Regions from separate parts of the Capsicum annuum genome. Here region 1 is linked to region 2. The links are chromatin contacts, called in public Hi-C maps. All regions are on one chromosome and are shown on one strand. The core of a region is the stretch at or near the end of the contact, and the rest is flanking DNA. Distances in the headings are between cores, read along the strand shown. Region 1 has its middle 24 kb from the start of LOC107852827. Region 2 overlaps LOC107870627 (a long non-coding RNA gene).

The links. A called contact is a pair of places that touch in the nucleus more often than the background predicts.
Region 1: a Hi-C map of leaf shows a contact between it and region 2, with 2.2 times the contacts expected there. The contact joins two enhancer-like sites. A contact is called at or near these places in 2 of 5 Hi-C or Micro-C datasets (leaf and placenta).

What each region holds. Positions count from the first base shown.
Region 1 is chr5:125,002,236-125,008,284 of UCD10Xv1.1, reverse strand. No RefSeq gene overlaps it. Among protein-coding and RNA genes, the nearest start is that of LOC107852827, 24 kb to the right of the region's middle. Within about 2 kb of position 3,629, at least 2 of the 5 cell types and tissues checked have an H3K27ac peak or open chromatin away from gene starts, as enhancers often do. A contact at or near this core is called in leaf, where this site is marked.
Region 2 is chr5:124,344,049-124,350,184 of UCD10Xv1.1, reverse strand. It overlaps LOC107870627 (a long non-coding RNA gene), which reads right to left. Exons shown (of 2, transcript XR_001674216.2): 1 at 6,086-6,136; 2 at 1,342-1,622. Among protein-coding and RNA genes, the nearest start is that of LOC107870627, 3.7 kb to the right of the region's middle. Within about 2 kb of position 1,709, at least 4 of the 5 cell types and tissues checked have an H3K27ac peak or open chromatin away from gene starts, as enhancers often do. A contact at or near this core is called in leaf, where this site is marked.

The sequences.
Region 1 (6,049 bases), core at 2,380-4,879, 660 kb before region 2:
ATTGAATGCTAAAAAGGGTGGGAATTTGGGTTGGATAAGGGGATTATAGGTTGGAAGAAGAGCTGGTGTTAAGTGTGATATATCTCACGTTCTATATGCGGACGATACTCTGGTAATCTGTGAAGCAGATGAAAGAACTATTTCTGTACCTTAAGAGGGATTCTGCTAACTGTTGAGGCTGTGACTGGTCTTAGGGTGATTCTGGCAAAAAGCAGCTTGTTTAGCATTAATGTTTACAATTGTGTTGACGAGCTAGCTGAGGTATTGGGATGCAAGGTTGAACAACTACCTACTACTTATTTGGGTCTTCCTTTTGGTGCTAAAAAGAATGAAAAAAGGATCTCATAAGGGTCCATAAATAAATGCATCAATAAATTGACCCCATGGAAAAACAGTATTTATCTTTTGGTGGCAGACTTAACTTGATAAGCAGTTTGTTGGATGGAGTTCCAACATATATAACGTTCCTTTTAAGCTGTCTGTGAAAGAAAACACTGCACATCATAAGGAGTAATTTCTTGTGGGAAGCAAATGCAGATAAAAGGAAGCTAGACTTGGTCAATTGACAAAAAGTGATGATTAACATGAAAGCAGATGGAATGAGGGTTAGAAATCTGAGGTTGCATAATAATAGTTTCTTGTGAAGGAGCTTAATACAAACATAACAGCAATATCCTTAAATATGGACATGAAGGAGTTTAATAACAAACATCTCAAATTCCAGCGTTAGGACTGTAGTTGATGCTTGTTGATTAAATGCCTTTACTTGCTGTAACCCTTCTTTTAAAAGAAGAGAAATGCTTTTACTTAATCTCGTCCAGACATATGAAGGAAACTTTACATTCCTTTGCCTGAGATAACGGTTACTACTTTATTATGAATAGAGTGCCATCCAGTTGACGTAGAGGTAGTGCTGAAGCTACATTTTCCTTATCTCAAATCATGTTAATTTGGAAGTGGAATCTTGAAGGCACGACAAAAGTATACAAGAAAAGGACAATGGTGCCACCCAGTTGGGGAGTTATAAACTACACACCAACAATCGATATATTGAATCAATCATTAGAAAGCAATGCTGTGGTAGAATTGGACGGAGTGATAGACAATGGTGCTACCTAGTTAGTTGTTCCTTTTCTTCCATAGGCTTCAACTCCATAACACGGTGATAGAATTGGACAGTGCAATATAAATAATCATTGTTACTGTAGAAAGCAACGATGTGGTTCTAGATTTGTGACTATTAATAAAACAGATTCACTGGCTGTGTATCACCTCTTTGTTACAAGCCATGATCTTTTCCTCATCATAGACATAGACAACTATTCGAGTATTTAAAATACCAAACCATTCATTGAACATCATTGGCTTAGTCATCAGGTTGATCACACAATGAAAGTAATGCATAATAAGCATCTCAGACATAGCAACTAAATATAAAGTTTATACTTCAAAGACAAAGCAACTGAAGTTGTACGCATTTTCGTTGTGCACATATCGGGGAAGAATGATATCCACAATCTTGAGAAAAGGTAGCCCATGCAACTTATTTGGAAAAAGGTTCCAATGAACCAATAGTATTGAAGTTGGTAAACTTCCATTTTGTGTCAGTCTTCCTTGGTTTATATCATCCCGAAGGCATTCAAACACACATCCATCAAAATTCCTTTCCACTGCCAAAACATTTCTTCTTCTTGTGATTTTGGTAGCTTCCCTGCCCAAGTTTCTGTCTTAGCCACCTTACCCTAATAACTTCAACAGGTTCATCGCATTTAGATTTCCAGTTGAACTGTACTGGACAAGTCTTGTAGAACATAGAAGTTTTTCCTAGCAAAGAGCTTCTTAGCATGACCAACTCGAAACTCGACTATTTGATTTTTTTTTCCAATTATCTGTTTGATTTTTATATAGTGCTAGCAGGATTTTAACACAGTGCTGATGGGATGAGCTTATGTAAAATATGGGTACTTTGTAATTTATTTGATAGTCTAAGAAGGATGATAATCGAGCTCCCACGGCTTTCACTTCTTTACATACCGGACCCTCTTCATGTATAGCGTGGTGTTAATATATACGCAATGTTGATGTTAGTTCTGATGCTGTCTTATGAAAACAGATTTAGTGCTTGATCATTTTCTTGGATAGATTAGCACTGACCAGGTTCTCTGTCCTATTTTCAGGCTCTGCGCACATAACATGGAAGGAAAAAGGAGTTGGAGAACATGAAAGTAGTTGCACTTGGTGGGAATGTGAGGAATGAACTTTATGAATAATACATTTGCAGTGTTAGTATTTTCTGCAATTTTTTGATGAATACTGTAATATTTTCTGCATCTGTTACTAATGTTCCTATTAATTGTGGCAGCCTCAGAAGAAACAGAGATTACCATTAAGTGTAGCACGAGTAATGATGAAGAAACAGAAGGAAGTGGGAGAAAATGCAAGAAGAGGTTCAAAAATAAGCTGTCTTTGGAGTTGTTTATTGAAATTTCCCCTTAAAATAAATTGCTAACTTATTTGTCTTGTAGAATTTGGTACTTGGACGATTCGGGGGAAGTAGTTCAAGAAAAGCATCAGGAAGGCGCAGATCTGAGGACAGGGTGCTGAAATCAACTGAAGGTCACTTCAGAAATGGGGTGCTTGATGTTAAAGAGTTATTAAAACCTTCTGCACATAAAGCATCATTTGATACGAAGCAGTCTTTTTCTTTTGGTGAAGGGAAGAAGAAGAGTAAGGGTGGTAATAAAAAGAACAAGGGCAAGAAGAATAAGGGTGGTGGTTGTGGCAGGAAGCCCCATTAAACATGGGGATAAGTTGAAAAAATTTCTTCTTTATTGAGTTTCCATGCTTTAAAAATCCTAGTGGATTCTGGTTTCTGCTAAATTTTATGGGTGCTAAACTGACTGAGTTTAGTTTCTAATTTTGGAAGTATGTAGTACTGTTTTTTTTGTTCAAAGAGAAAATGGAATAGATCTTCCATATGTATTAGTACTGACTACTAGAATACGATCCCATTGACGTGATTTTTGTTGCTATACTGTTGACACTTGGCAGCAAAAGCTTGCAAAACATTTTGTATAAGTTTTCATTGCCTTCTCAAAATTTTTACTTAGATGTGCTAAATGTTTGTTTGTTTTTGAATATCAATGATCTCAATTTATGTTGGGCTCATCCCGAAATGCAAGTATATATCAGGCTTGATGTTGATCCCATTGTGCATCAATGGCTCAATATCAGCTGAAGTGTATCATAGATAGGGACTCTTGATACGGCTTCTGCCTTGAAAGTGCATACCTTTTAGAAAAATTTAAGGAGGTCAAGTCTCTGCTTGGTGAAGTTACAGATGACTTATTGGTTTGTGGAGTTAATGGGCTTGGGTATATCATCCATGCAGATCTGTACTTGATGGACTTGGTTATGTCATCTATGCAGGTCTGTACTTGATGAACTTGGGTATGTCATCCATGCCGGTCTGTAATAGAATCACATCTTAGCGACTATAACTTAAAAGTTGTTTACTCAATAAATGTGGTCCTTAAACTGACCGAGCCAATTCTGACCTAGTCGATCCGTCAGTTTTGCATTGGTTTTATGCAAAAAATAGAGGTCAGCCGTCAGTTTTCGACCTTTTTAGTGTCGATGCTCTAGCCGCTAGATTTGACAGGCTTAATCGAACTAGTTCAGCTCGGCTTGATATTGTAAAGGCTTGATCAAGTTTGACTCGACTTGATGCCCAGGCCTATCAATAGCCCTTGCTTTTCGCACCCATAGCGTCTTGTGCTGTACATATGCACAAGAATTCTTTTTATATTTTACAGAAAAAGGCCTAAAAATGCCCTTCAACTATGTGAAATGGTGCATAAATGCTCTCCGTCTACCTATTGGGCCTAAAATGCCCTCCGCGTCTACCTATTGAGGCTATTTTAATTAATAATTAGTTGGCCAATAATTAAAATAACTAATTTCTCCCTAAAATCCCAACCCACCCTGTGAAAAATATCTAAAGTGAATCTTTGGAAGAATGAAAATCATAGTTTTCTAGTTACGTTTCTGGAATAGTCTAGTGATGGAATATCATAGGTTCTTGTAGAATGTCCTAGTGTAGTGTCACGAACAAGTATCTAGTAGAATTATCTAAATATTCTAGATTAGTGGTAGAAGATAAAGTTCACTAGATTATTCTTGTAGATGTATCTAGAAGAATTTCTAGAACCATCCATAGATTAGAATAAATAGGGGTAGGTCTTGTACATATGCAACCAACCAAAAAACAAATCAATTTAAGTAGTCTTCTTCCAAATCCAAGTTCTCTCTTTCAATATCTTCTTACACCTAACTTCCTCTTCTTAGTTGAATCTTTCGATCATAGTTAACGATCTTGGACTAGCAGAAGGTCTTTCCAGTTACACCTTTCTTCAGCTATTCTCTACATGGTATCAGAGTTAGGTCCATCCCCGTTTAGGCTCCCGGGTAGAGTGGGTAAAAGTTCCACATTGATTGGGGAATGGACTGGTGGTTTGCTTATATGAATTTGGACAATCCCCCCCCCCATGAGCTAGCTTTTGAGGTTAAGTTAGGCCCAAGATCCGTTCTTGAAATAAACACAAGTCAATCTACGACTTTGAGGTTAAGTTAGGCCCAAGATCCGTTCTAACATGGTATCAGAGTCAAAGTCGTAGATTGACTTGTGTTTATTTCAAGATCGAGTTTGTGGTCGATTCAACAGTTTTGTCTGAATGGATATAAGCGGTCGCGTTAATGGACTTGGAATGGAGTTGTTGAATCAGTCCAATTACAAGGTATGAAAGATTTGCATGGAATCATACCTTGTGGGTGAGGATTTGTAGGATGTTGTTAAAGGGAGTAACACAAGTCCTTCGGAAGACAAATCGGAGAACAGTAGTGTATACAAGAAGTGGAAGCAGATTAATGCGAAGGCAGAGTTTATTCTGAAAAGCTCTATCTCCTCTAGTTTATTTGACCACATCATAAGGTGTAAATCAGCTCATGAAATATGGAGGCTGCTCGATAGTTGTTCAACAAGAAAAATAAAGCTCGACTACAAATATTGGAGAATGAATTGGAGAACACCACTCAAGGTAATCTTTCTATTACCGAGTATTTTTTAAATATCAAGAACTTATGTTCTGAGATTTCTATTTTGGATAGGAACGATTATGTTCTGAGATTTCTTTATTGGATAAGAACGAGGCTATCTCTGAAGCACGAATGAGAAGATTTATCATTCGTGGTTTGAAGACAGAATATATTCCCTTTGTAACATCGATTCAAGGATGGTCTCAACAACCATCCTTGGAGGAATTTGAGAATTTATTTCACCACATGAGTTACTAGCCAAACAACTGGCTAGTGAATTTGTCAAAGAAAGAGAAGGAAACGCTTTTGTAACTGACAAGAGGAATCTTAAAGGAAAAGCAAGAGATATGCCTCACTCTTAATTCTCAGGTGGTTCAAGCTCGTCTGGAAATAAAGAAGAGTTTTTTAACAATTACAGTAAGAAGCCTCTCAAATGCTATCGGTGTGAAAAAAATAGGACACATAAGAAGATATTGCCGAGCCATGGAGAGTAACATAGCTCAAATTGAAAAAGTTATTGAAAAAGAAGAAGACCGGGGAAGATGCTTAGCAGCTGACAGTCGAGCAATAGATGGATTGGCCTTCATAAATTTGGAAAGAGATTGGATCGAATATAATAAAATTCATTATGTGGAGAAGGAAGACACTGATAAGAAGCAAGAGGAAGCTAAAGACGTTCAAACCAGACATGTGGTAGCTGCTATCGATGAAATCAAAGAAGCAGATCCCAAAATTCTGAACGTGAAAGATATTGAAATAGATCCTAAGCATACAGTGTCTAAAAATCAATATACTAGTAATGAATTTATCGGAGAAAGCATTGAGGGAGATGTAGTGGAAGTTTTAGTCTCTGATTAGCCATCCATCACATCAAGGTCAATCACTGGCTCAGAGCAAATATTGAAAGTAGATGGAGACGCTAAGGATCTAATGAACGATGAAGTTGAAAGTAAAG
Region 2 (6,136 bases), core at 460-2,959:
ATACATTATAAGGAATAATATTTATTAAGACTATAAAATAGTAAATCTTGCAATCTACTCTCAAAGTAGTGGAAGTCTAAAATTTAAAGTGAATGTCTAATCCTTGGAGGAAAGTATTAAGTCAATTCTCCTCTATAAATAGATAGGTACTCTTCATTGTAATTTATTCCTCAATCCAATTCCTTAATAAAAATAAGAATCACTCTCTTTCTTCCTTTTTATTCTTCTTTTTTCTTTATTATTTCATAACACTTTTAATACTCGAAAGTTGTCGCCTCTTAAACCTTGTTGCCGCCGACTTTTGTTTGAATTTTATTTGTCGGGATGGCCTTGTCGGCTACTGCCAGCCAGATTTTATGGTTGGCCAGTCATGTTTAACTATTTCTCAAGAAGAATTCGCTTCATTACCCCAAAACCCTAGCAAAATGGCTATGGTTTCATCGACTGTTGCAACGAAGCCAGATCAATAGCGACATAATTATGCAAATTTGTTTAAATCTTGTTACAATGAACTCTCCTAAGAGTCCTAGTAAACCAAAGATTCAACCCCGGTCCAATTAGACAGTATAACTTTGTTAATGGTGTTCCTAAAGTTGTAAGGATGGAAAAAGAGTTGAGCGGACGAATATTATAGAGGAACTTCCATATGCTATCATTGATAAATTCTCTTACGATTGGCCTGAATTAGATGATCTAAGAATGCAATTGTCTAAACAACTACGGTGAAAGGAGTCTGTAAGATAGGCTATTTGAGGAGTCGTCATATCCTTATGAGATTTGAATTTATTGAAGATTTTGTGAATGTGATGGAAAAGACTCTGTACTATGTCAATGATAAAGAGGGGTATTCCTATTAGATGAGACCACTGATCTATTATGCTAAATTTAAGGTGGATGAAGAAACTACACAAGCTATGGTATGGATTTCATTTTCAGGCCTAAGCCAACCTTTTTTGTAAAGGAGTCCCTTTTTTCATTTGCTTCGGCTGTTGGTAAGCCTATTCATCTGGATATGGCTCTAGTGAATAAAACTAGACCTAGCTATGCTAGGGTCAAGGTACAAGTGGACCTACTTTTAGATTTTCCTAAGTGTCTGGAGATGGAGATTGTCAACTCCAACACTAAGGAATCAAGAATAGAAAAGGTCAAGATCAAGTGTGATTTCCTTCCTAAGTACTGCAACGAATGCAAGCTTAAAGGTCTTGATGAAATGGAGTGTAAAGTGTTACATCCACAATTGAATCCATCTCAAGAAGAAAAGAGACAAAGATATCACTCTTAAAAAGAATAAATCAAAGTCTCCGATTCGAAAGCTAATGAAAGAAGGTAGACCAAGCAGTATTAAAAGTGGAATCCTACAAGAAGAAGGTTTATTAATATGGAATATCTCAGTGAAAGAGCTTCAAGTCCAGATAAAGAGATATGTGACAATAGCCCTTTCAATATTTTGTTAGAGAAAAGGGGGATACACAGAGAAAATATAGAAGATACAACTATTATATCAACAAATAAAGTGCAAGAAATACAAAGTGACAAGGTAGAGTAGTAATCCACAAAAGATTGGGTTTCCAAATCTTTTCCACAAATAGTAGTAGTGACAGCAGCCTCAGTTGATAAAGCCCCTGCAAACAATAAGAGAATAAGCATTGAGAAGACGCACCAGCAGTAAGAGGGAATTAAGGAGTCTGGCACTTTCAACTTAGCAAATTCATCAAAAAGTGAAGATAGAGAATATGGGGTTAAGGAGTCTGGCACCTTCAATACAGCAGATCCATCCAAAAGTAAAGCTAGGGAAGAGGTGGAAAATTATACTAGCAAAGAAAAAGGGCCAGAAAATGCACTTTCACAACAGACTGAATTCACAAAGCAAAGTGAAATAGGGTCAATTGACAGAGTTCAACATTCTAATAATTCAAAAGAATACAATGGAATCAAGTCATACACGTAATGAAATGAGTACTCTGATGAAGGATCGGAGGAAGCAAGACATACAGAACTAAAGCAGAAAACAAAACCATGGCATCATAGAAGTGTATGCAATAAAAAGATGGTGAGATCAAGTGCAGATTCCTCACTACATCAACAAAAAATCAACAATGTCAGTGAGTTATCAAGGGACAGATATGCAGTAATGAAAATAATGTGGTCCCAACCAGAGATAATAAGATGGCTATAACTGATTTCCCTTTAGATGTTGATGAATCATTAGCTTGGAGTGTTGAATCTTCAAATGTTGTTCTTCATAATATTATCACTCATAATATTACAGAGGTGAATGAAGTTGAGCTGCTAGAGAATAACTCTGATAAGGAATGTAAGGAAGATGACTTCCTTAGTCAAAAGGATTTATCTCCAAGGGCTATGAAAGTTATTAAATCAAGAAATAAGAGGAAGAAATGGGGCAATGGTGAGGTTTCACTACCTATCAGGGTCCAACCAAAGAGAAGTCGAGTGTCTCAAAAGACAAAGCTTTAATGAAGGCTATAATTTGGAATATCAGATCTGTGAAAGTCACAAAAGGCCTTTCAGAGGATTCAAATGTTACACAAGTTTCAAAAGTTTTCTTTTATAGCCTTATTGGAGCCTTTTCAACATAGAAGAACAATCAACAAATATAAGAACAGAATTCAGATGTCTCTAGTGCTTCACAATTATTTAGGAAAAATTTGGTTCTTTGTCAATCATGGTTTTATAGTCAATATAATTACTGATACAGAACAACAAATTTCATGACAATTGTGTGAAATATCTAGTGGTGTATGCTTCATGGTGACAATTATCTATAGAAAATATGATAAAAATCAAAGGTTGGAGATTTGGGATGATATTTATTCTATCTCCTATGGCCAGCCTGATCCTTGACTAATAGGGTTTGATTTCAATGTTGTTCTTAATAGAGATAAGAATATGGGTGAAATTCTAATTACTAGTGGTGATGTAGAAGATTTTTAAAATTGTATATAGTCTTATGATATTTTACAGGTGCAGTGCAATGGTAGCCCCTTTACTTGGTGAATGGAAGAGGAGGAGTTGATTGTATATTAGAGAGGCTTAATAGAGTGTTGATTAATACTGAATTCCAAAACATATTTTCACATGTTGAGATTGAACACTTACCAAGAGATGGATTGGATCATTGATCCTTTGTTTCTTAAATGCGAAAATCGATCTATCAAAGTCCAAAGACCTTTTAAATTTTTAAAGTTTTGGATAAATCATGTATAATTAAAAGAGGTTATTAGAAGAAATTGGGATACTAGTTTCTCAGAAAATCCTTTTTTGGACTTTAAAAGAAAGATCAAATAGATGAAGCAAGCTCTTACTATGTGGAGTAGGCAAGTCTATGGAGATATTTTTTAGCAACTTCTCATTAGAGAGGAAATTTCCAGAATATAGGAAAAGTTCTTTGAAGATAACCGTATAAAAGATAACAGGGTTGTAATGCAATAAGCAAATGGCTGAATACACCAGGTATTTAGATCTAGAGGAGAGCTATTGGCAATAGAAGATTGGTTATGACTGGTTTGAAAGTAGGATAAAAATACAAAGTTCTTTCATAGCATTGTTAAAGGTGGGAGAAAAATAGGCTTAAGATTTCCAGAATATTAAATGCTTGGGGTTGTTGACTGGAAGATGAAGATCAAATTACTATCGAGGTTGCTAACTTCTATCACAAACAGTTTTCTCAACAGAGAGATGTTACTGCATTTTCTTTAATAGAACATATCCCTGAGTTAGTTTCTGATACGGACAATGTGGCATTAGGGGCTCCTCCTGATGGTGAAGAGGTTAAAAAGGTTGTATTTAACTTAAGTGAAGATAGTGCTTGTAGACCTGATGGTTTATTTGGGAGGTTATTTCAGTCTTATTGGGATATTATTGGTAGTGATATTTTAGACTGGTGTAGAGTTTTTTTTGCAGGAAATTCCCTCCCTAAATCTATTACTCACACTAATTTGGTGCTCATTTCTAAAAAAGATAATGTACAATTTTTTTTAGATTTGAGACCAATTAGTCTTGGTAAGTTTGTGAATAAAATCCTCTCAAGAATTATGCATGATAGGATGAAAAACATTCTACCTAGATTGATATCTCCTAATTAATCAGGTTTTGTTAAAGGAAGAAATATAAGTTTGTGAATAAAATCCTCTCAAGAATTATGCATAATAGGATGAAAAACATTCTACCTAGATTGATTTCTCCTAATTAATCAGGTTTTTTTTAAAGGAAGAAGTATTAGTGAAAATGTTTTATTAGCTCAAGAACTGATAGAAGATATTGAAAAGAGAGGGAACCCTTCTAATATTTTGATGAAACTGGATATGGCTAAAGTATATGATAGGGTTTCTTGATACTTCTTGATGAAGATTATAAGGAAAATACGCTTCTCTAATAGGGCGGTTATGTGATATGGAGATTGATCTCTAATAATTACTGCTCAATACTATTAAACGGTCAATCTGTGGGCTTTTTTCACTCTACTAGAGGAGTGAAGCAGGGGGATCCTTTGTCTCCTGCTCTTTTTACATTGTCTGCAGAAGTGATGACAAAGGCTCTTAATTAGTTGTTTAAAGATGATTGCTTTATAGGTTATGGAATGCCTAAGTGGAGTTCTAATTTGAATCATTTAACATATGCTGATGATACAATAATTTTTTTCTTTTCTAATAGGTATTCTATGTAGAACATCAGAAAGATTTCGCAAGAATATGAGCTAGAATCTGATTAAAAGGTGAATAGGGACAAACTTTTTCTACATGTATCATAATGCACCTAGTGGAGAGATACTACAGGAATGATCAAAGGCTCTTTTCCTTTCTCAAATACCTTAGCTTCCCCTTATCACATTCAAAGAATAAAAAAGAGTATTATGCAAATTTAATAGACAAAATTAAGAGTAGGCTATTATCCTGTGGAGGTAAAGAAATTCTTATTAAAAGAGTACTACAGAGTATTCCTATTTATATCCTTCCAGCAATAGTTCCTCCTAAAAGTGTTGTCAAAGACTTCCAAAAAAAATTTGCTAAATTCTTTTGGAACAACAAAGAGGCAGGAAGAGGCAAACACTGGGTTGCTTGGAATAAGGTTTGTTTACCCAAACAGGAAGGGGGCTTAGGTTTAGGTCTCTTAATAATGTGTCTCAAGCTTTGAATGCTAAGTTATGGTGGAGGTTTAGGACACAAAGTAACCTGTGGAATGATTTTCTTTGAAATAAGTACGGCAAAAAACAGTTACCTACCTTGGTACAATGGAGAGGGGGATCTCAAATGTGGAAGGCTATGTACAATATCAGAGACAAAGCAGACCAATATTTATGGTGGGAACCTAAAAGTGAAACCTCTACAATCTGATTTGATAATTGAACCAATACTGGTCCATTATTTAAACAACAATCTAACATTCAGAAATTTCACCCTTTGACAGATATTGCAGAATTTACTAGGGAAGAGGGTTGGAACTATAAAAGTATGAAGAATGAGGTCCCTAATCATATAGTAATCATGTTAGAGATAATATGGGATTTTTATTCTATAAAGATGTGATGGATAAATCTTAGTATATCAAGAATAGTAGAGGTTGCTTAGGATTTATTAAGGCAAAGAACTGATGACAATGAAGAGCTAAAGGCTATTTGGATCAAGGGGTTGCCTTTTAAATTTTCCTTTTTTAACCTGGAGGATATGGCATGCATTAACTCCAGTTGCTGCATAATGCATGGATGAAATCCAAACATTGATGAAAGATGTAGTTGTTGCAGCAATCCTAAAAAGAAACCATCCAACATCTCTTTCTTAAAAGTGAGACAACTGAAAAGGTGTGGAATTACTATTGTGGTGAAGCTGGTTTGTTAGAACAGAGAATTAATTTGAAGCAGAGTGCAAAATGTGGAGAAATCATGAAGGTGATTATAAAATAAAAACTGTTTTCATTCTAGTTTAGCATATCATATCAGAAATAATCTCAACTTCACACAACTAGAAATAGGAGCTCCATCAAGTAGATTAGTATCTAAAACATGGTAATAATAAGTGAAAATAGGGTTTACAGTGCTTCCAGATGTGAATGAACATAGAAACGACATTACCTGGTGCTGGAAGTGATTTCTTTTGAATAGCAACACCTACATTCAGTAAGA